Linked DNA regions of Mus musculus: all the other regions are linked to region 3. The links are chromatin contacts, called in public HiCAR-type, HiChIP or PLAC-seq and promoter capture Hi-C maps. All regions are on one chromosome and are shown on one strand. Each heading gives the region's core, a stretch centred on a gene start, on an enhancer-like site or on the middle of the called end of the contact. The rest is flanking DNA. Distances are from core to core; before and after follow the strand shown. Region 1 overlaps Lrrc1 (leucine rich repeat containing 1). Region 2 overlaps Tinag (tubulointerstitial nephritis antigen). Region 3 holds the start of Scg3 (secretogranin III). Region 4 holds the start of Mlip (muscular LMNA-interacting protein). Region 5 overlaps Klhl31 (kelch-like 31). Region 6 holds the start of 5730403I07Rik (RIKEN cDNA 5730403I07 gene). Region 7 holds the start of Lrrc1 (leucine rich repeat containing 1).

What was found. Promoter capture Hi-C pulls out the DNA fragments that hold promoters and counts their contacts. HiCAR-type assays count read pairs that join an accessible place to other places. HiChIP or PLAC-seq counts read pairs in DNA pulled down with a chosen protein or histone mark.
Region 1: a contact with region 3 is called in a promoter capture Hi-C map of hippocampal neurons, with 5 times the contacts expected there. The contact joins the enhancer-like site here to the promoter of Scg3 in region 3. A contact is called at or near these places in 4 of 39 promoter capture datasets (the 3T3-L1 cell line, frontonasal cranial neural crest, hippocampal neurons and 1 more) and 2 of 115 datasets of contacts at active chromatin or transcription factors (astrocytes and embryonic forebrain).
Region 2: a contact with region 3 is called in a promoter capture Hi-C map of second pharyngeal arch cranial neural crest, with 4 times the contacts expected there. The contact joins the enhancer-like site here to the promoter of Scg3 in region 3. A contact is called at or near these places in 8 of 39 promoter capture datasets (the C10 cell line, cranial neural crest, hippocampal neurons and 4 more).
Region 4: a promoter capture Hi-C map of hippocampal neurons shows a contact between it and region 3, with 6 times the contacts expected there. The contact joins the promoter of Mlip here to the promoter of Scg3 in region 3. A contact is called at or near these places in 1 of 39 promoter capture datasets (hippocampal neurons), 1 of 484 Hi-C or Micro-C datasets (cortical neurons) and 1 of 115 datasets of contacts at active chromatin or transcription factors (astrocytes).
Region 5: a promoter capture Hi-C map of hippocampal neurons shows a contact between it and region 3, with 7 times the contacts expected there. The contact joins the enhancer-like site here to the promoter of Scg3 in region 3. A contact is called at or near these places in 3 of 39 promoter capture datasets (cranial neural crest, embryonic stem cells and hippocampal neurons) and 2 of 115 datasets of contacts at active chromatin or transcription factors (astrocytes and forebrain).
Region 6: an H3K4me3 HiChIP or PLAC-seq map of embryonic forebrain shows a contact between it and region 3, with 8 times the contacts expected there. The contact joins the promoter of 5730403I07Rik here to the promoter of Scg3 in region 3. A contact is called at or near these places in 8 of 39 promoter capture datasets (the 3T3-L1 cell line, cranial neural crest, embryonic stem cells and 4 more) and 1 of 115 datasets of contacts at active chromatin or transcription factors (embryonic forebrain).
Region 7: a HiCAR-type map of astrocytes shows a contact between it and region 3, with 5 times the contacts expected there. The contact joins the promoter of Lrrc1 here to the promoter of Scg3 in region 3. A contact is called at or near these places in 7 of 39 promoter capture datasets (the 3T3-L1 cell line, cranial neural crest, embryonic stem cells and 3 more) and 4 of 115 datasets of contacts at active chromatin or transcription factors (astrocytes, embryonic forebrain, embryonic midbrain and 1 more).

What each region holds. Positions count from the first base shown.
Region 1 is chr9:77,442,244-77,445,006 of GRCm38.p6, forward strand. It overlaps Lrrc1 (leucine rich repeat containing 1), which reads right to left. Exons shown (of 14, transcript NM_001146048.1): 11 at 1-49. Among named protein-coding and RNA genes, the nearest start is that of 5730403I07Rik, 44 kb to the left of the region's middle. Within about 2 kb of position 1,253, at least 12 of the 459 cell types and tissues checked have an H3K27ac peak or open chromatin away from gene starts, as enhancers often do.
Region 2 is chr9:77,031,278-77,034,223 of GRCm38.p6, forward strand. It overlaps Tinag (tubulointerstitial nephritis antigen), which reads right to left. Exons shown (of 11, transcript NM_012033.3): 2 at 1,149-1,212; 3 at 412-501. Among named protein-coding and RNA genes, the nearest start is that of Tinag, 13 kb to the right of the region's middle. Within about 2 kb of position 1,409, at least 9 of the 459 cell types and tissues checked have an H3K27ac peak or open chromatin away from gene starts, as enhancers often do. A contact at or near this core is called in second pharyngeal arch cranial neural crest, where this site is marked.
Region 3 is chr9:75,682,766-75,685,465 of GRCm38.p6, forward strand. It overlaps Scg3 (secretogranin III), which reads right to left and starts at 1,291. Exons shown (of 12, transcript NM_009130.3): 1 at 870-1,291; 2 at 173-225. The coding sequence starts at 960.
Region 4 is chr9:77,250,588-77,253,287 of GRCm38.p6, forward strand. Mlip (muscular LMNA-interacting protein) reads right to left here and starts at 1,265. Exons shown (of 11, transcript NM_001368955.1): 1 at 1,160-1,265. The coding sequence starts at 1,204.
Region 5 is chr9:77,654,477-77,657,176 of GRCm38.p6, forward strand. Klhl31 (kelch-like 31) reads left to right here. Exons shown (of 3, transcript NM_172925.2): 3 at 651-2,700. The coding sequence ends at 1,383. Among named protein-coding and RNA genes, the nearest start is that of Klhl31, 19 kb to the left of the region's middle. Within about 2 kb of position 1,310, at least 158 of the 459 cell types and tissues checked have an H3K27ac peak or open chromatin away from gene starts, as enhancers often do. A contact at or near this core is called in forebrain and hippocampal neurons, where this site is marked.
Region 6 is chr9:77,397,785-77,400,721 of GRCm38.p6, forward strand. 5730403I07Rik (RIKEN cDNA 5730403I07 gene) reads right to left here and starts at 1,632. Exons shown (of 4, transcript NR_040378.1): 1 at 1,483-1,632.
Region 7 is chr9:77,543,543-77,546,308 of GRCm38.p6, forward strand. It overlaps Lrrc1 (leucine rich repeat containing 1), which reads right to left and starts at 1,310. Exons shown (of 14, transcript NM_001146048.1): 1 at 923-1,310. The coding sequence starts at 1,081.

The DNA.
Region 1 (2,763 bases), core at 3-2,502, 1.8 Mb after region 3:
GTCTGTTGTCCCGGATGCAGAACATGGTGAGGCTGCAGCACCCGCCAATCTACAGCGAGAAAGAGAGGCGTCTTTTCTTTTCTCCATTTTAAGCAGGGGGCGTGTGTCGGGGTGGGAAAGCAGGTCAGAGGCATGAAGAAGCATATGATGTTTAAACTTCACCGATGGTCATAAATGATTACTATAGATGATACAAAGCATTAAACATGTTCTAAACTGAATAAAAAAAATAAGTAATACAGTTCAAACTGGCGTGGTGAATGATGTGCCTTTTTACGGATGATGCCTAGCACAGGCACTGGTGAAATGTTAACTAACAACACGCGGTCAGGCAGCATCACTTAATCAGAAGGGAATTAAACAATTCCGCTTCCAAACATTACGCTAGAGGTAACATTAGCACCGATACACAGCTCAAGGCCTGCCCTATAAACTCCAATATTTTCAATATTCCAGGGTTGAGAAAGGGGAGGAGGGAGCTGATAGGTATGAATTGTCACTAAATACACTTTGATAGCTTTTGGTCACTCATAAATTAATTTGGTAAAATTGTTTTCCCTTGAGGAATGCGAAAGCACTAACATCTTAGCAAGAAGTGGCTCTGGCAAATATATACATTTGTCTCAGTCATGGCCTGCTGTTAGCTCAACAACTGCAGTAAACTGACAGCTACGTCCAAGTCCGAATCTATTCAAGGGTAGCTGAATGTTCAATGTGTGGTCCTCAAGACAAACTGGCTCGAGCCTTGCCTGAACAAAGAGGCCATGATTATTTGAGTCAGAAAAACTGAACCAAAGGGGAGGAAAAATAACTTGATCTCACACACAACCTCCTCCAAGACTCCATAAAGCGCTGCATTCTTCCAGCCTTTGCCTTCCTGAGGAGAGCGAGCTCATGAAGGGCCTATTGATTTCCCTCTGACACATGGAAAATTACTACCTTAGGGCCTCTCACTAGAGGAAGATTCCTGAATCCTCAACTCTCTGAATGAATGAATGTATATCACTCTAAGAGAAGAGAATGCGTCTTTAAAAATTGCTAGTTAATTTCATGCATAATCCTTTTAATTCTTCTAAGAATATCAGGATTGCAAATTAATATATTTAACTGCAGAGTTCAAACACAACAGATGTAAACCTACTAACATTATAAAACACAGATTTATGACTGTCTCTTGTCACACAGAGAGCACCCTGGTGCATAGAAAGGCAGGGCTATCCCTTTCAGGTCTCAGACTCAAGCTTGTCATTCCAGTAAAACTAGTTTATTCGCTATATATTTAGATGATCACTTCTTACAGAAATACCTTTCTGGTATAAAGCGATCTTACCAGTAATCCAAATTGGCTGAATGTCCTTCAGTCCCTCCAGTTTTCCAGAACGTTCTGGTCATTACAATAAACTACCCTCTACATTTCTTTCATATTATGGACTATCACTCTAACATGACAAAATTTCTCTCAAAAGTCTCAAGATCACTTGACCAGATTACTGTACACATATACATGCAGTTAGAATACTTGACCAGAGTACTACCTTTCTCATATACCCGTCATCCACTGCCTATGCACTACCTACCAAATAGCTCAAGTATGTTCACACAAGTCACCTCCTTGCTTAGGAAAGATTCTGTGTGGGAGCTATCCACTTCTGGATAGATGTAAAGATAGTAAAACTCTTCTTTGCTCTAGCAGGAATAACAAGAGTGGTTTCTTGAGTTTTCAAAACTGAGAACCCAATGCAGTGCCATGAAAGAGGGATACTACTGTAGCCCACCTGGCTTGGCACTGCTTAGTCCAGGAACATCACGGGAAGGGATCAAAGCCCCATGCTTCTGAGGTCTGACATCATTGTCTCTGAAAAGCTTAGGTGGTCCTGACAAAGATCTCCTCGTGGGAAGTCTCACAGAACACCATTCCCAACCCACCCAGGAGCCGGCATCTCTATCGGACCTGAGTGCAGTGTGAACTATGGATCTGTATTAAGGTCTGTCGTTTAGGGCTGAACTCAGCAGTCACACCTCCGACTAACTTTGAAAAGGCAAGCTTTATCCATATCCAAAGGAGGCAAAACAGGCAATATCAGTTACTTACATAGTCATCTCATGGACAGACTATGTAACTCCCCAAGAAGGCTTACTGAGTGGATACTGCCCTGTGACTATGAGATGGGCATCTTGCCTGACAGTGTCCCATCTCAGCCCCCCCATACAATACGTGTGTGGAGACCCCAAGCTATACTACGTCAATATTTTCCAATTGTATCCTATGCATATATTACATGGTTTAAAAATTGCTTAATTAAAGTAGGCCAGAGGGCCCTAAAAATGAGAACAAGTTAATATTCCTAAGTACTCAATGAGAACAGCATAAATGTGCGCTGGGGTTTGTATGTTAGCTGCTGGGGTTATAACCTCATCTCCCCTCACTTTCTCTTTCCTCAAGCAGTGGAAGGCAACAGTGTGCACCAGCCTCTTACATTCTGGGCTGTCAGAGCTGGCAGCCTCCTGATAGCCAATGTTTATGTTGTCTGGAGGATGGTGCCAGCACACAGCACATACTGCAAAGTATGGAAGAGGAGACCCTGGTCACTCATAAAGCCATGCTGTCAGGTACGCCTTCATATCAAAAACCTGCTTACACACCAGCCAGCAAAAATGGCAGAAAATTCTGATTTATAGAAAAAAATATATTAGAAATACCAGCTTCAAAACTCCTCAAAAGCTAGAGTTTATTATGGATACCAAGCGGGGTGCGAGGCATGA
Region 2 (2,946 bases), core at 159-2,658, 1.3 Mb after region 3:
GTCAAGATAGAACTCCATCTGATTGAGTTCATAGTCTATCTACCTAGGAGAGCCGCATGTGGATTTGGCTTGGTTCAGGCAACAACAGGGAGAAACTGATCAGAATCAATCAGTCTTTTTAACTACCACATATGCAAGGGAAGATTCATTCACTCTCTCACCACTCAATGACACAAATCTTTCCTAGATACTCTAAAGCTAACATCTATGTTTTTATTTTCTGTAAACATATCATTTTAATCATTTTATGTTCACCTTGTGTATCTGAAACACGTTCCTCAAAATCTCCCTTCATATTTCTCTACCAGTCAGTTTTTATAATCAGTGACCATATTAGAAGCAAACGACACACATGTGTGTTTTTGAGTAAGTCTGAATGCTAAGAAGCCTATACTGAAAGACACAGCTTACCCATAGTCTCCTTTATTGATGTGGTCAATTAATTCTGGATGAACAAGGCACACATGTTGGGAACATTTCCACTGCTGTCCTGAACATGTACTGTAAAGATAAAATAGTTACAAAAGTCCTTGGCCTTTATAGGGTGTGTTTCCCAAATACTAAGAAGAGTAGTGCATTGTTAAGTAAGTCATGGAACAAATTTCTTGATTAATATTAACCATATGGATATTTGATTATTGGAGAAAATAAATCATAAAACCTGTATTACACGCTGCTCAATGTGCTTGTGTCCTCTAAAGTAACTATATATGACATGACTTCAATCCACTGCAGTATTAGAAAAAAAAAACAAATTAAAATATAAACTTTATATACTTGTATTTGAAAATTCTTTGCAAGTTAATGCAAGTTAATCAGCCTGTATACTTACTGTGCTAAAAAACAAACAAACAAAAAAACACAATTTGTCAGCATCCTACCAAAACATTTATAATTTAGAATATGCTTATTGAGTACTTGCTATATGAAGAAGGCTTACTATAAAAACATCAAATTGGAAGCTTACATTAAATACATACATAATTACATATCCAAAATTATTTTCATGCTTCTGAAAATGTATGTCTTAGGGAATGCAACTTTTGCCTAGAAGTGTTTAGGTGTGTGCTTTTAATGAGCAGATTCCCACATTCCTGGAGAAATATGCAGACAGAAAAGCCCTGGTTTGTGTCGCTTATGTTACTCACCAGGAGTTGCAGTTTTCTTTAACTACTGATCCTTCTTCATAATGCTGGCTATCTCTGAAGCAACCTGATAACAGGACATGCAAGCAAATGAGAATTCCGAGCTGAGTAAACCATAGCCGCGTGACATGCCATCTCTGATTTTCATTAGTTGATGGAATGTGAAAAACTACTGAGTGCCAATCTGATAGCAGTCTCCATCTGGTTTGTGTTAGGGCTTATATATCGAATTCTTTTGTGCTTGTTCTGGGAGGTTTTGTTTTTATGGTGTGCATTACATCTCAAAACAAATCAATGTGGGCTCTATAAAGAAGAGGCAGCACAGGGATTATAAGAATCAGAGGTTGCGAGTGACCTCAAGAAACGAGTGTCTTCCAGACATAACAGGACATATAAATTCACAGGAATCATGACAGTGCCCAGGTTCAAGCCAGACAGGGTACCAGCACTGAGAGGGCCAGTGAACACGGGATCTAACCCCTAGTTAAGAAACTAATTTGCAAATGATAGCTGCTTACCAAGGAAAATCAGTGTTCTACAATGCAGTGGCATGGGGTAGATCAAGCACACTCTAGGGTAGGCGCCATGCTCAATAGCAGCACAAATGAACTCCATGCTGGTTTGCGTGTAAGATTTTTGTTTCATTTTTTTGGTTTTGTTGTTATTATGACATTTTTGTCTTATTGTGTTTGTTTTGATTTTCTATTTTATGGGGCTTTTTTGACAGAGAGAGAGAGCAAGAAAGACAGACAAGTTAATGTATAGGGAGGTAAAGACTGTGTGGGAGAAGCTGGAGGGAGGGAAAACATGATTAAAATATGTATGAGAGATATTTAAAAGAAGAGAGATAAGAAAAAGAGATATAAATGCCTCTAACTATTTATTGAAGTTGGCTTTAATTGGTTTATAAGATTACACAAATTATCCAAAAGGGGCTGATAGTGAATTATGATAATATGGAAACGGTTAGCAAAGTATCATGAGAGTAATATACAGGTTTCAAACTAGGTCTGTTTTAAAAACATAATTTTCAGAAATTTAAAGTCAATGCTGAATTAGCAAAAGAAAGCCCTCTTTGTATGCCGGAACATTTTAAAACAAACATACATTATTGATTTATAATATCAATTGCCCCAAATTTAGCAAAATAAATTCTAATCTCCGTATGTTGATAGGAATCAACACATTTCAAAAAGACCCTAGGAGATTTGATTCAACTGCTAGTCACGATGTCATAGACCACTTCCTATTTAAAACCCTTTGATTTAAAAATAGGAGAGTTTTCACTGATATTCTGTTGAATGAACTAAAGCTCTAAGCATCTGCATCTCTCCACTCCTTTTCCATAGAAATTTGCTATCCCATAATCATTGATCGACTGGGCTCTCCTGACAAGGCTTCTTAAACTCAAGTAAAGGGGAGATTTAACTTTAAATTAAGTTTATTGTTTAACCCACAGGGGAGGTAGTTTTAATAATGAGGCATACCTATTATTTAATATTATTTCATAATGAGTAATATTTATTACTGGAAATAAAGAATCAGGCAGTGCCATCAGATAAAGAATTCTAAGGCTGGAGATTTGTATCAGAAGTTAAGTATACCTAACACATAAAAGGGCTCCCATTCTGCTTTGTACATTTTGCGTTAAATCTAGGCTAGGCATCTAAATGGGGGTATTGATATATCTTGCATATTTCTTAAAACCTGAGACGACAAGTCTATTGCAGTAGTGTATTCAGGCAGGAAAAGTGTTCCATGAATCAGTTCCACGCAATCCAAATGAGAGACATTCAGAAGA
Region 3 (2,700 bases), core at 41-2,540:
TGTGAGAACACAGAATTAGTGGAACCAGATTTATCATCTTAGTTTTTGTCAATTTATTATTAATGTCTTGGAGTTTATAAATGTAAAATGGCTAAAATATCACAAGGAAACTACAGTAAGTGACAACAGTGAATAAGATAACATAGGAGTTATAATTTTACATCTGACCTACCTGTTCATTCAAAGGTCTTTCTGCACTTAATTCTCTATTATGCAGGGATTTGTCTAGAATAAATACACATAAATATAAATTTAATTGTGCATTTGGGTGGTCAAATATGTTTCCTATTAAAATAAAAAACACAATGAAAAAAGATTTTTTGGAGAAATAATTCTGAATGTTATAAAATAAAATTTATAGTAGCAAAGATTATCAATTGTATACATGGTGAGTTCCAAAGTTGGTATGCTTATTATATTATTGCATATCCTGAATTAAATGCAATCACACTTTTATTTTCTGATCAGAAATTTAACATATAGTTCTAATTCTTAGCTTATTAGCTCTTTTCAATTGGAAACATACTATTTGGATTATCATTGCTGGTACATTAAAAGAGATCATCATATCCTGCATGTGTAATGAGCAAAAAAAAAAAAAAAAAATCCTAGCCACTTTAAGCACAGGTACTCGCTCCCCTTTTCAAAATAAGACCATGTTATCGCTCTATTATTTTAAAAGTAAAGGAGAAAGAAAAATCCATCTTCGTTCTCTGAAGTCAAAACCGTGTATATTCTGTCAATATGCACGATACGAGATCTGCTGAGAAAAACTAGGCAGGGCGATTTAGAGCTCACGGGTCACATCAAGCTTTATCTTGGCTGGGCCAAATGAAAGAGAACTCTAAAGCAGAGCAATGTCCACATACCTTGGCTGCCTTCGGGTTTGGGGAAAGCTTGAATTGGGCCGCTGTTGAGCACCAACACCAGTATCCAAGAGCCGGTCCAAAGGAACCCCATTCTTTCTTGCTCTTCTGTGCTTTGCTGGAAAGAGCTTGGCGCTGGGCCCCTGAGCTGTAGCTTTTGTTATGAATGAGAAGGGGAGTTAAGAAGCTGGAAGGGACAGGAGCCTGGGTGCGGGAAGGGAGAGGGTCTGGGCGCCTCCGGCGCAGTTGCTCCGGGCTGGAAGGAGGATGCAGGCTCTTCTGGCGCCCAGAGCAGGTGAGCAGGTGCGGTAGGCGCTGTCCGCCCCGCGGGTGCTGAAGTTCCTGCGCCGCCAGCGGACGCGGGCCTGGGCGTAGCTTTACTCCACTAGCTCCAGGAGAGGAAATGAGGAGGAGGCGCATGCTCCATGCAAACCAGAGGCGTGAGGATGGCGTCAGCGACCCAGCGCTACTCCAATCCCGCGGGAACGGAGCGGGGGAGGGGAGACAGGCTTGCTCGCGTATTTTCCTTGCCGCAGTCTTGGGTATGTTTCTACGTCGGAGTCGGGCCGGATTGCAGGATTGCTGGACGATAGGCATGGTTGCTGTACCTCAAGGGTTAAATGCCCTCTCTACCCGTGAACTTGTCAAGGAGACATGGGTAATCTTTGTCTAATTTTGATTGTTATTCTTCTGCAGTCTCTACTCCAAAATCCCTTCCTGCTATACTCAAAATTCTGTTATACCTTTATATTCTACTATAATCAAAATTCTGTTATAAACAAAAGATATAATTCTATCAAACCTTATAAAGACCTGCCTTTATTGATCTGTGTTGACAGTCTTTTGATGCTCTTGCATCTCAGCTCCACAGGAGCCTTTTGATTAGGAAAGCGCACGAATATTATTTCAAATACATTGTGCATAAAACTTCACTCTCACATAGTTAGAGAAGGAAACAAAACAAAACAAAACAAAACAACCCGTTTGTCCCTCTTGGAGCGAGAGTCCTCACCAGAAATATTCAGTTTTGTTCTCTTTCTTCTAACCAAGTAGGAAAAATAGTGTGCTTTTGTGACATTCTTCCCCGGGTCTAATTTATACCTGAGGATCTTGATGTTCTGAGAGTCTTTCAAGAAAAGGGAAAGCCATGAAAAATACTCCTCTCCTCATAAGCAAGTCAGAGGGGTGCTTCCTATAATCCGAGAATATCCTGGAAGACTGAGGTCATTGCATACAATTTACTATCCAAAGACTTTTAAGTGGTGAATGCGAGTAGCATAATGTGAGCGGGGTGCTGAGCAAGCTCTTTAGTCTGATTTTTAAGCAGAACTTGGATCTTTCCCTTTCAACTGCAGCCTGCTGAGAACCCAGCTGAAGAATGGCCACAAAGAAGGATCCAGCACAATCAGGCCTTTGATTTCTGGCTCCTCCCTCTCATGGACCAAGTTACTTATTTAAATACATGAAAACAAACAAACAAACAAACCCACTGACAAACAGATTTCCCTTTCTGGAGGTTTTGAGTTTAATAGTCATGCAAGTATTTCAGTTAAGAATCTAAAAGTCCTTTTGTTTCCATGTGAATCTTTTTTAAAAATTGATACATTAAAATCTGTTACAGAGTACTTCAAATCTAGCAGTTACTTCAAAACGAATAGATCTTTCTCAATGGTGGGTAGCACAGTATCATTATCCTGGTATGCTGCAGTCTTAAAAATTAACTCATGGGCTAGAGCAATGGTTCATTGGGTTTGCAGAGGACCCAGAACCTACATAAATGTAGCTCACAACTGTTTGTAATTGCAGCTCCAATCCTCTTCTGGCCTCTGTGAGC
Region 4 (2,700 bases), core at 15-2,514, 1.6 Mb after region 3:
TATTACATATAGATATATGTGTGTGATATGTGATATATGTTATATGTAATCTAAAGATTAAAGGCTTACCTCACTGAGTTACTACTGAGTAGAAATAAACTCAGGGATTGATTCCTGTCCTTATATGCATATTCCAGAACATCAGGAAAAGGGCAACCCTTTGATATTAACTTTCAAGAAAGTACTACAAAATTAGCACCCAGGTCTTTCACTGTGTTTATCTAGCACCTGTATTGTGTCTTACCAGAAACCTAAGGTTCACTTGAAAGGACCTTTTGATGGAATGGGATTTGAAGCTACACTAGCCACACTGTGGAATATTCTGAAGATCTATGTTAGCCTGTAGACTGATGAATCCCTTGCTCAGAAAAAAAAAAAGAAGAAGAAGAAGAAGAAGAAGAAGAAGAAGAAGAAGAAGAAGAAGAAGAAGAAGAAGAAGAAGAAGAAGAAGAAGAAGAAGAAGAAAGCCATTTACCATTTACTGCACACTGTGTGGCAGATCTAACAGAGCCCCAAAATGAATCGCTATGGAGACAAAAAAAAAAAATCATTTTCCCACAAAGCGGAAGCGGATGCAAGTTAATGGCATTCGCTTCTTAATTGGCAATTAACACTTTCAGCTGCCAATGCCATTTAAACATCTGATCTTCGGGAAACTATTTTAATAACAGAAATAAGAACTAAGTGGATTAAAATAGTGGCTTGAGATACCCCTTTTGTCAGACTGACCCCTTCTCACCGGTGGCACAGGCTATAACATGAGAGGTGTTTTCCCCAGTGCCTCGCAGGCTGTAAGCTCCTTTGCTCAGCTTCAGGCTGTGTGCTATTCTTTCTTCTATTTCCCTAAAAGTGCCCCCCAAACACACCACCGTGTTGGCACCCGCAGCACAGAGGACCAATAGCCTCTTACTAAGAAAAGACATCACAAGCATTCAAACATTAACTCTATGCCAAGCGCAATCCTTGGCTTTTTCTTTGCCCAACAAGCAGTTTTGTCTTTATCAGTTGCCCGTTTCTCTGACTATAGATACCATCTCATTTCAACAACACAGACAAATTTATCAGCTCCCGGGTAGCTCGCCCTCACACCCTCCGGCATATACCAGAACTGGGTGTCTTTAAAAGTTACTGAAAGCATTAAGCAAAGACTTCTCTTTACCTTGGGTGTGGTCTCAAGGCTCCCCGCTAAGATGCAGGAGGTCATTTGGAAGTAATTGTTCCTGCAGGCACTCAGAAGCCCCTGCTCTGAAAGCAAACCAATGACTGAGGTGGAAAGAGAGCCTGTTACTAAAACAACACAGGCACACGCACGCAATCGCCTACACACACACACACACACACACACACACACACACACACACACACACACACGCAAGCACATACGCATGCACCCATATGCACACGCACACACGCGCGCACACACACACACACACACACACACACACACACACACACACACGGTTGCGGGGGAGGAGGAATCTAAAAGAACACAGAACAGATGCTTCTCCGAGTTGAGTATTTTTCAGCTCCAAAGGGTTTGTTTTGACAATTTTTACTTTTGGAACTTCACGAGAGGTCACACTGACTGCTAAAATGGGATCAGTGGAAGTGAAAAATTGCTACCTCTATGTGTTTGCCCTCTTTTCCTTTCAGGCTTGCAGTCCAATTATGTATTCCCTGAAAGGAAGGGAGAAGCCAGATTGGACAGCAATGAGAAGCTGATTGAAGGGCCCTGGCATCTGCCAGTTTCAGTGATTGGTTGACCACGCTCGCAGAGAACATTCAGATGCACAAACACATGCAAACACAGCGTCTAAATAAAGAACTGGAAAACACAGTGATCATTTTGGAAAGCCAGTCATTTCAGTGACAAGTCCTTGGCGTGTGAACGGCAGTCAATGATATTGGAGCATCCGAGTGACTCAAGTTCTGCTGTTAAACAAAAGTAGCTCTAAAAGAGATCTTGTTACCAAATAGCTGTCAAAACAAAATTCCCTTCCACTGTTGCTGGAAGATAGTGACTGCCCTGCCTACCTATAAACAAGTCACAAATATTTCTCACGAGATTGATTTATTCAGTATTCCTATTCTCTAAGCATTGATTTTTTTCTACAAACCTATGCAATCTATATTTGTGCATAAGCACTGGAAGATGTAATGTGGAGGGAGCTGGCTATATACTGAATGCTATGCAAAAGTGAAGGTTTTATTTCACGTACAGTTACAGCATTTAATATTTTCAACATTGTCAAGAGCTTGAACTTAGGACAATCATGAGCGCAATAATGACTCACAGTGATTCTATTAAGAAGCAGGGAAACTATTGCAAATAACACTAGTACATCTTGCCCCAGGAAAGGGCCAAATTTCTAAATGTATGTGCTGTTACATCAGTAAGAGATATCTTCTGACATCTACACTCATGGTTATGTATATCTGATGCCAAGAACCTTTCATTCTTTCTGAGAATATACATAAATCTGTCATATAAATAACAGAGATACAAAGAGAAGAGAGTTTTAAAGATCGCCCATCACCCATCCTATAGTTCTTAAATGTCACTGCATGATCCGCCATTGGCAGCACCTTTAGAACTGTAGTTTCTGCTTGAGAAGTTCAGCAGTGGATTCTCCACACCTGCACTTTCAACAAGCTTCTGGGTTGTATCCTGTTGCTGGTGTGTTGTTCTCCTACTTCTCC
Region 5 (2,700 bases), core at 60-2,559, 2.0 Mb after region 3:
CTTTCTAGCAGTGCAATGAATGGCCAAGGCCAGTGAGAACCTTTTAAGAGAAGAAATCTAATCAGGCAATGCCTATTAAGAGCTAGGGATATTGGTGTCTGAAAAATGAGTAGAATTACCTTTTTTTAATTTAACATTTTTATACATTTAATAAGATAATATCACATAAAATAATAGGATAGGCACAAACTAAGAAAGTAAAAAAACAAAAAACAAAAAAACCAAAAAACAGGACAAGTATCATTGCTATTTTTGTTTACAGGACGGAGTCAGAAATTAAGATGACTAGGGAATTGCCTTTAATGTACAGGTTCCCTCTTACGCCCAGTTCCTCTCCTGTGGCCCATTAAATCCGGGGACAGAACGGGGTGGGGGGAATTGTAAGAGCGAAGAGATTTCGGTGGGATCTTCTTGTTATTTGGTTTGGTTGTTTGAGGGTATAGCTAAAGGAACTATCTTCTGAATGGGGAGAGAGGGGAGTATCCCCCTTTTTTTTTTCTAAATGAGACGGGGTGGGGTGGGGGGAGGCAGAACCCTACCTGTAGCAGGGTGGGGAAGTTAGAGGCGGGGCTGAATTGGGGCTCTTCCCTGCAGGAGGTGGGGACAAGATCACGATTCCCTCTTCTGCAACAACGGTTCTCTCATCTCAGGTACGATCCCCGCTTCAACACCTGGATTCACTTGGGCAGCATGAACCAGAAGCGCACGCACTTCAGCCTGAGCGTGTTCAACGGGCTGCTGTACGCGGTGGGCGGCCGTAACTCCGAGGGCAGCCTGGCTTCGCTGGAGTGCTACGTGCCCTCCACCAACCAATGGCAGCCCAAAGCGCCGCTCGAGGTGGCGCGCTGCTGCCACGCCAGCGCCGTGGCCGACGGCCGCGTGATCGTGACCGGCGGCTACATCGGCAGTGCGTACTCGCGCTCCGTGTGCGCCTACGACCCCGCGCTCGACGCGTGGCAGGAGCTGCCCCAGCTGAGCACGCCCCGAGGCTGGCACTGCGCGGTGGCGCTGGGCGACAGGCTGTACGTGATGGGGGGCAGCCAGCTGGGGCCGCGCGGGGAGCGCGTGGACGTGCTCACGGTGGAGAGCTTCAGTCCCGCAGCGCGCCAGTGGAGCTTCGTGGCGCCGCTGCCCGTGGGCGTGAGCACGGCGGGTGTCTCGGCGCTGCACGGGCGAGCCTACCTGCTGGGCGGCTGGAACGAGGGCGAGAAGAAGTACAAGAAATGCATCCAGTGCTTCAACCCCGAGCTCAACGAGTGGACGGAGGACGACGAGCTGCCCGAGGCCACCGTGGGCGTGTCCTGCTGCACGCTGGCCATGCCCAACAGCGTGTCCCGAGAGTCACGGGCCAGCTCGGTGTCCTCCGTGCCGGTCAGTATCTGAACGCATTGCTTCCCAATGTGGTCAAACTGTGAGTGGGCCACCAGGAAAATATACACCATTTACTACAGTGACGGTGGTTCAAATCGATCCAGAGGAGTGCCTGGACCGCTTTAAATTCTTAGTTTAGCACCATCTACCTCAGTCTTTCCCTCCAAAAAAAAAAAAATAATAAAGGGCTGTAGCCAACAAAAGAAGCAATTTCATTATGCAGCCACTGGGTGGCCACTAGAGTTTGTTACAGGCACTCTTGCAAGGAGGCTCGCTTCCTAAATTCATAGCAGTTACACACACGCTGAGATTTTCCCACGGTGTACACGTGAAACCTACTCGTCTATACAATTTCCTATCCAAAGGAGTATTTTCCTCTCTGTTTCTTTGAAGGAAGTTGAAAATACCCACTTCACATTTGCAAATGAAAATAGTCTACATCTATAAAGATTTAATTCTATATTTCAACAGAAAATTATTCTTTGTCCCTACTTGACTGGAAAGAACTTTTAAAAAGATCTCATGACATAGCCACAAAGCTTTTAACAGGATGTGGCTGGAAAGCTATACATTCTACCTAGGAAACGACAAGGTGGCAGTTTGGGGTTAACGGTGTATACCCCCTCATTCTGTCCTTGAAGCTTCTGCCATTTTCTAACATAAAATCCTACTCTCAGAAAAGGAACAGTTTCCTGTCATTTAATTTATAGTGTAAATTCAAATCATTTGGCATTTTTCTTAGAAATATTTCCACTTGTATCTCTAATCCTTATATGGACAGAGTTGTTTTTTTTTTCTTTTTTTTTTTTTTTTTTTTTTTTCCTTTTTTCTGGATGGGCCTGGTACACACTAGTACTCTACCCGGGAGCTAACTACATATCCAGTCTTCGCTTTATTTTAATATTTGAGACATGGTTTCATTAAGTAGACCAGGCTAGCCTCAAACTCCCAGTGCCTCCTGAGTGATGGGATTAAAGGTGTGTGCCACCACTCACAGCCCTCTTTCTTATTTTAAAGTAGGATTTTACTAGGTTGCCAGGCTGCTCCTCCTGCTTCAGCATCCCCAGTAGGCTGGAATTACAGGCGTGTACCATCGGGTACAGCTTTATCTTACTCAGGTATGGTCAAATTGCCTCTAACATTAGCCCGAATAATCACCAAATCACACTATGTTCTTGGATGAATATCATTAACTGCAGCTTAGCCTTTGGCTGTACAGCCAATAGCAGTAATTTTACTGACCCCTCGTTCACGTGGAGATGATGAAGGAAATATTTGGGGTTCTCGGACTTGGCAATTACCAGATGAATAGATGGGTTCCTCACTGAG
Region 6 (2,937 bases), core at 382-2,881, 1.7 Mb after region 3:
GCTCCGTAGTCAGATTTTAGGGGAAGGGTACATCATTAACTCCCAAACTAAGTCTGCTCCTGCCCGTCCCACACTGGACAGTGGCGGTACACAGACGAAGATGTTTCTGGATGGATAGCAACAAAGCATCGGTAACTTCAGGTGATGCCAGGCAGCGAGACATACTTCTCCTGTTCCACTAACAAAGAAATCTCCATCTGTGAAGATTGTGAGTAGCTAAAGTCCACTATCGACTTAAATATCGTTGCTTTACATTTAGACTAGAGATGGGGAGGGTAAATATAAATACACACACACACACACACACATATATATACATATACATATACATATACATATATATTTTTTAAATTAATTAATCTTAATCAATCTGACTTTTAAACTTTAATTAAATAATAAAATTTATATAATAAAGAAAGTAACTAGTGAGGTGGTCCTTACTCTTAAGGTTTTTTTTATCTCCTATTTATTAAAATAATAAGCACTCTACTAAAATTACCAGCAAACCAGTTTTAAAAGCTAAGCAACGCTGAGAGTAATAACCAGGATGGTCACCAATCAATCCTTCAAGGAGTTGAGACACGCAAAGCATCTTACACTAATGAGAAGAGAGCACCTTTCTTTGTAAAAAGCCTTCTTTCACTCTAATGTGATGCTCTGTAAGGCACAATGCTGCATCTGCAGACCATACTCCACCCAATAGGCAGGTAAATGTGGGACAGGTGAGGTGTTTGCACCAAGCCTGCCCACCTGAATTCAATCCTCTGGAACCAAATGGTGGAAGAAAAGAATTGACTCCAAAACTGCCCTCCATGATCCCACCATGGTTAAGTGTGCACACAACACACACACACACACACACACACACACACACACACACACACACACACACACACACTAAATGTAATTTTAAGTGACTTAAGTCCAGCCTACAAGGCAGCGTTCGTGGTTAAAAAAAAAAAAAAAAAAAAAGTTGACATCTCATAAAACAAACTGCAGTATGACAACACAGATTGGAAAGTTCAAAGTGAACATTTTTTTTCAATTAAAAAAATGTTTGAGCACAATATATATTAGGGAATTGTCTCAACACCTCGATGTACAAATAGCCAATCTTTCACAGTCCTTCAAGGAACTCATTAGATAAATTGGAATGATTAGATTTCCTTCCCTCTCTCCACTCCCTTCCTGAAATTGAGAACAGAAAAGCCTATTAGCAGGTCCATCTTCAGGAAAGCTGGCTTAGTGGTACCATGGCAACAGGCCATCATCACACAAAGGGGACCTGTATTGAGAGGCTGAGAGAGCCTAATGGGGGAAACTCAGCAAGGTGGCCAGGTGACACGGCTATCCGCGCGCACATTTTCTAAAAGCCCAAACTAGCAGGATATTTCTTTATAGTTGCTGAAGTATATAGCCACAGAGAGAAATGCCTGTGGCTATTTATCTTTAAGACCTATTTTAAAGGAAATCTTTTCTTACGTCTCCCGCAGGTGCTCTGTCTCCCGTCTTCTTGTTCTTGGCTGACTGACTCTTCCTTCCGCTTTTCATTAGCTGATCTGAGTTTGTGCAAAAACCACCGTGAAGTTCCCTTTCCAGGTAATGAGCTCCTCTGGGGATCTCCTGTGTCACAGCTCTTAGGAGATTTCACAAGCCCTGTCCCCAGGTCGTGGGAGGCAAGGTAGGACCAGGTGACTGGTTTCACCCACAATAGCATCCCTATTTGCTCCTGAAGCAAGGCCCAGCTGCTGACACTGCTAAGAGGAACTTAGACATGCAAAGGCCACCGACTCTGAGAAAGTGTAACATGGTCATTTCAAAAATAATCGTTCTGAAAACTTTCAGACCATCTTTCAGAAAACTTTCTTACTAGACACTAAATCATTGGGTTATATTTATAAAATTCCTAAGATTTTATTTTAGGTTATCGAGACACTAAGAGTATCTCTGAGACCACTGAAGGGACAGCACCTCCCTCCAAGACTCCACAGGCTATACAACCCTTTCATGGTGGTCATCTAAGACCATCCTGCATATCAGATATTTACGTTACAATTCACAACAATAGCAAAGCTACAGTTATAGAGTAGCAATGAAAATTTTTATGGTGTGGGGGGCAGGGTCAACATGAAGAACTGTATTAAAGGTTCAAAGCATTACGAAAGTTGAGAGTCACTCTGTTAAATAGACAAAGTCATAAATTGCGCTTCCCTAAATTCTTATCTTATACCCACAGATTAATGTAGTTCTCAATGCCCACCAAAGAGGCTTAGTTTAGGCATAGCTGGTGATTAAGACAGAGACCCACAACCAGTCAACATGCAGAGAATGAATACCTGTTGAATTCTCGGCTTTAAATGAGACATCTATGTCAAACCTCTTCCCTTAAAAGCTCAGTGACCTGGGCTGTCGAGATGGCTCAGCGGGTCAAAGCACTGATTGCTCTACCAAAGGTCCTGAGTTCAAATCCCAGCAACCACATGGTGGCTCACAACCACCTGGAATGAGATCTGACGCCCTCTTCTGGTGCGTCTGAAGACAGCTACAGTGTACAATAATAAAGAAATTATTAAAAAAAAAAAAAAAGCTCAGTGACCTTATAATAGCCAGAAGCTGGAAAGAACCCAGATGCCCCTCAGCAGAGGAATGGATACAGAAAATGTGGTACATTTACACAATGGAGTACTACTCAGCTATTAAAAGGAATGAATTTATGAAATTCCTAGGTAAATGGATGGACCTGGAGGGCATCATCCTGAGTGAGGTAACACAATCACAAAGGAACTCACACAATATGTACTCACTGATAAGTGGATATTAGCCCAGAAACTTAGGACACCCAAGATATAAGATACAATTTGCTAAACGCATGAAACTCAAGAAGAACGAAGACCAAAGTGTGGACACTGTGCCCCTTCATAGAATTGGGAACAAAAC
Region 7 (2,766 bases), core at 60-2,559, 1.9 Mb after region 3:
TACACCTGGGTAAAGGATGCGTCCTCCTTAACAGTTAAAGCTAGAATCCCGAGGCAAATTCAAGGGTTAAAAGTTCAGCGTCTAACCCCAGCAGGGCCTAGAAGCACAATCAGTATCTGTCACAGGCCAAGTTCGGTGCGGCAGATGATTAATTTTCATAAACAACTCTGAAAAGATATGGCATTAGTGATAGGACAGACCCAAGCAAGCTCTGTGGTGGCGGAAAGGCAGCAAGCAGGGCTGACTCGCAGCGGGAGCCACTACACACGTTCATCGCAGTTCCAACCACGCAACAGGTCCACGCACGCAGTGCACCAGCGGCGGGAACCTGGGCACCTGCAGCAGTTCTCCTCCTGCCCAGCACCCCAATGCGGCCACGGGGCTACCGAAGCGGACCAAGCGCCATCTCTCCAGGGCATAGCCCACAGAGATAAGGCCCGGAGCACATTCCTTACAGATGCCAAGATATACTAAAGCTTACTTTCGCGCTGCTGGGTCCCCACATCCTCTGGGACCTGCGTTAGCCCAAAATGAGGAGCTCCAAGCCACTAGCTGGAGAATTGGCTGCTAGCCGATCGCCCCGGGGCGTGATGGGGCGCATGGTCGCCCCCAGCTGGGAACAGTGTGAGCTACCTGGCTTCTCACCTAACCGGCATTAGTTCCCAGACGTGGATCTAAGCCACTTAGTGGACCAGAACGTTTCTCCACTAGCCATGTAACTACTTGTTAAATACCAAGTCTTTCGGTATAAATGAAAAACAACTTTTATTGGAGGATGGGTTTAATCGGGAAGCAGGGGAGGGGGGCACAGGGAGGGCTGAGGGCAGTAGTGGGACCCCGCTGGCCAGAGTCTCCCAGAGCGAAGCAGTCAGCGGAGGAGCGCACGGACCCGGCCACCGCGCCAGGTGAGGCGGGCACTCACCTCGGGGAGCTCCCGGAGCTGGTTGGCGTCCAGCAGCAGCTCCTCCAGGCTGCGGGCATAGCGGTAGATCTCCTCGGGGACGTAGACCAGCGAGCAGTGGCGCTTGTCGATGGCCTCCACATGACGGTTGCACCGCCACAGGGGAATGCAGTGGAACATCGCCGCCTCCACCACCAGAGCCGTGTCCCGCCGAGCCGCGGAGCCCGGGGCTCGGAGCCCGCTCCGCCCGGCCGCCCCGCTGCTCCCCGCCCGCCGCCCGCTCCAAGCTCGTTGCTGGCTCCAAGCTCGCTCGCGCCTCGCAAGGACTCCACCGTCCCGAACGTTCTGAGGAAGCCGCGGGAACCCTCGCCGCGTCCCGCGCCTTCGCCACAGTCGCGAGCGTCCCCTCCCACCGCCCCCTCCGCCGCGCTCCGCTTCCTACTCGCGGCCGCCGCGCACTGGGCATGCGCACTCGGCGGCACGCAGAGGGCGTGTCCCGGCCGGGGATGCTCCGCTCCGGGTTTTCCTGGAGACCCGGCTCCCGGGAGGGTCGGGAGACGGTGCTCCTGCGGTCCTCTCCTCCGCGGGGAGTCGCACAGTGTGCGATTCTGGAGGGAGCCGCGCCCCAAAAAGCTCCTAAGGAGGGCAGGGACCGAAGGCCAGAAGGAGCAGAACAACTTCGGAGTTTTCATTTTACTCACCGTGCTTTTTTTTTTCTTGCTCCCCTTCCCCAAAACAACTTTCTCTTCCGGGGTCAGGAAGTACCGCCCCGCCGAGTACCTTGAGCGCGGGGTAATGAAGGAGTCGGTTCTGGCTTTCCGACACCCCCTCCTCCTAACCCCCGTTTGTGCCCTGTGTCTGCGCACACTCGCTGGCAGGCCCTACGACCTGAGAGCATCTTTGGTGAGCAGGACTTATCTGAGATGTACGTGTCACCAACTTCCTGGTGCCAACAAAAGCATGGATGTCCGTCTTCAAAAATCTTCTAAAAGATGCTCCGAGAAGAAAGGAGATGGCAAAGGTGCGCTTCAGCATTAGCTCCACCTTAGCCAGATGTGCTTTGGGGGCTAACCTGGGCTGAGGTACAGAAAGCACTGGTGCAGGAAGGCAGATGAACCTCCAATAGCTGGCTCCTGTATTTCTTCAACAGCACCCTGCGTCTTACAAAGGGGAGATTGCAACCCACGCTGTAGTTTGGGGCGGGGAGCCCCAAATTTCTTCCTTTGCTCCTCAGAGGTTCCCGTTACCACAGCCAGACATTTGAACCCCTTTTCTTCTGTTTTCAGAGTCAACGATACAAACTAACCAAACTCACTCCACATGAACAGTTGATGACTCCGTTTTAGGCCAAATACAATAGCTAATAGACTGTTTTAAGAGTCTTCTCTGACTCCCCACCCAGCAAAGGAAGCCTTATGCTCCCTCAGCTCAAATCTGGAGTCACCAACATCACAATATGCAGAAGATTGAAAATTGAGCTTGCTTAGTAACCAAGGCAGAGTTTGCTCTGAAACTTTTTTTCATTGTCTCTTCAGTATTTTTAACTGCACAGGGCACTTGCCCAGGGGGAGAGGGGGAGAGATACATAAAGGTTTCGTCTCTATCAGGAGGATCTCTTGTCTTGATTGATGAAGGAGGAAATTTGACCTGTTTTTACCTCAGGATTATCACCTAGACTTGATGGTTACAGCCAGTACCTAATTCCTGCCACTATGCTGACTTCACTTTTTAACCTGACTTGGTGCCTGCATTCTTGAGGCGGACTTTGAGCCTCCACTCCTCCTTCATTCTTGCATTCCAGAAGTGTGTATAAAGCCCATGTCCTGCCACCTCCCATGAAAAACTCTGATTCCTGATTGAGACAT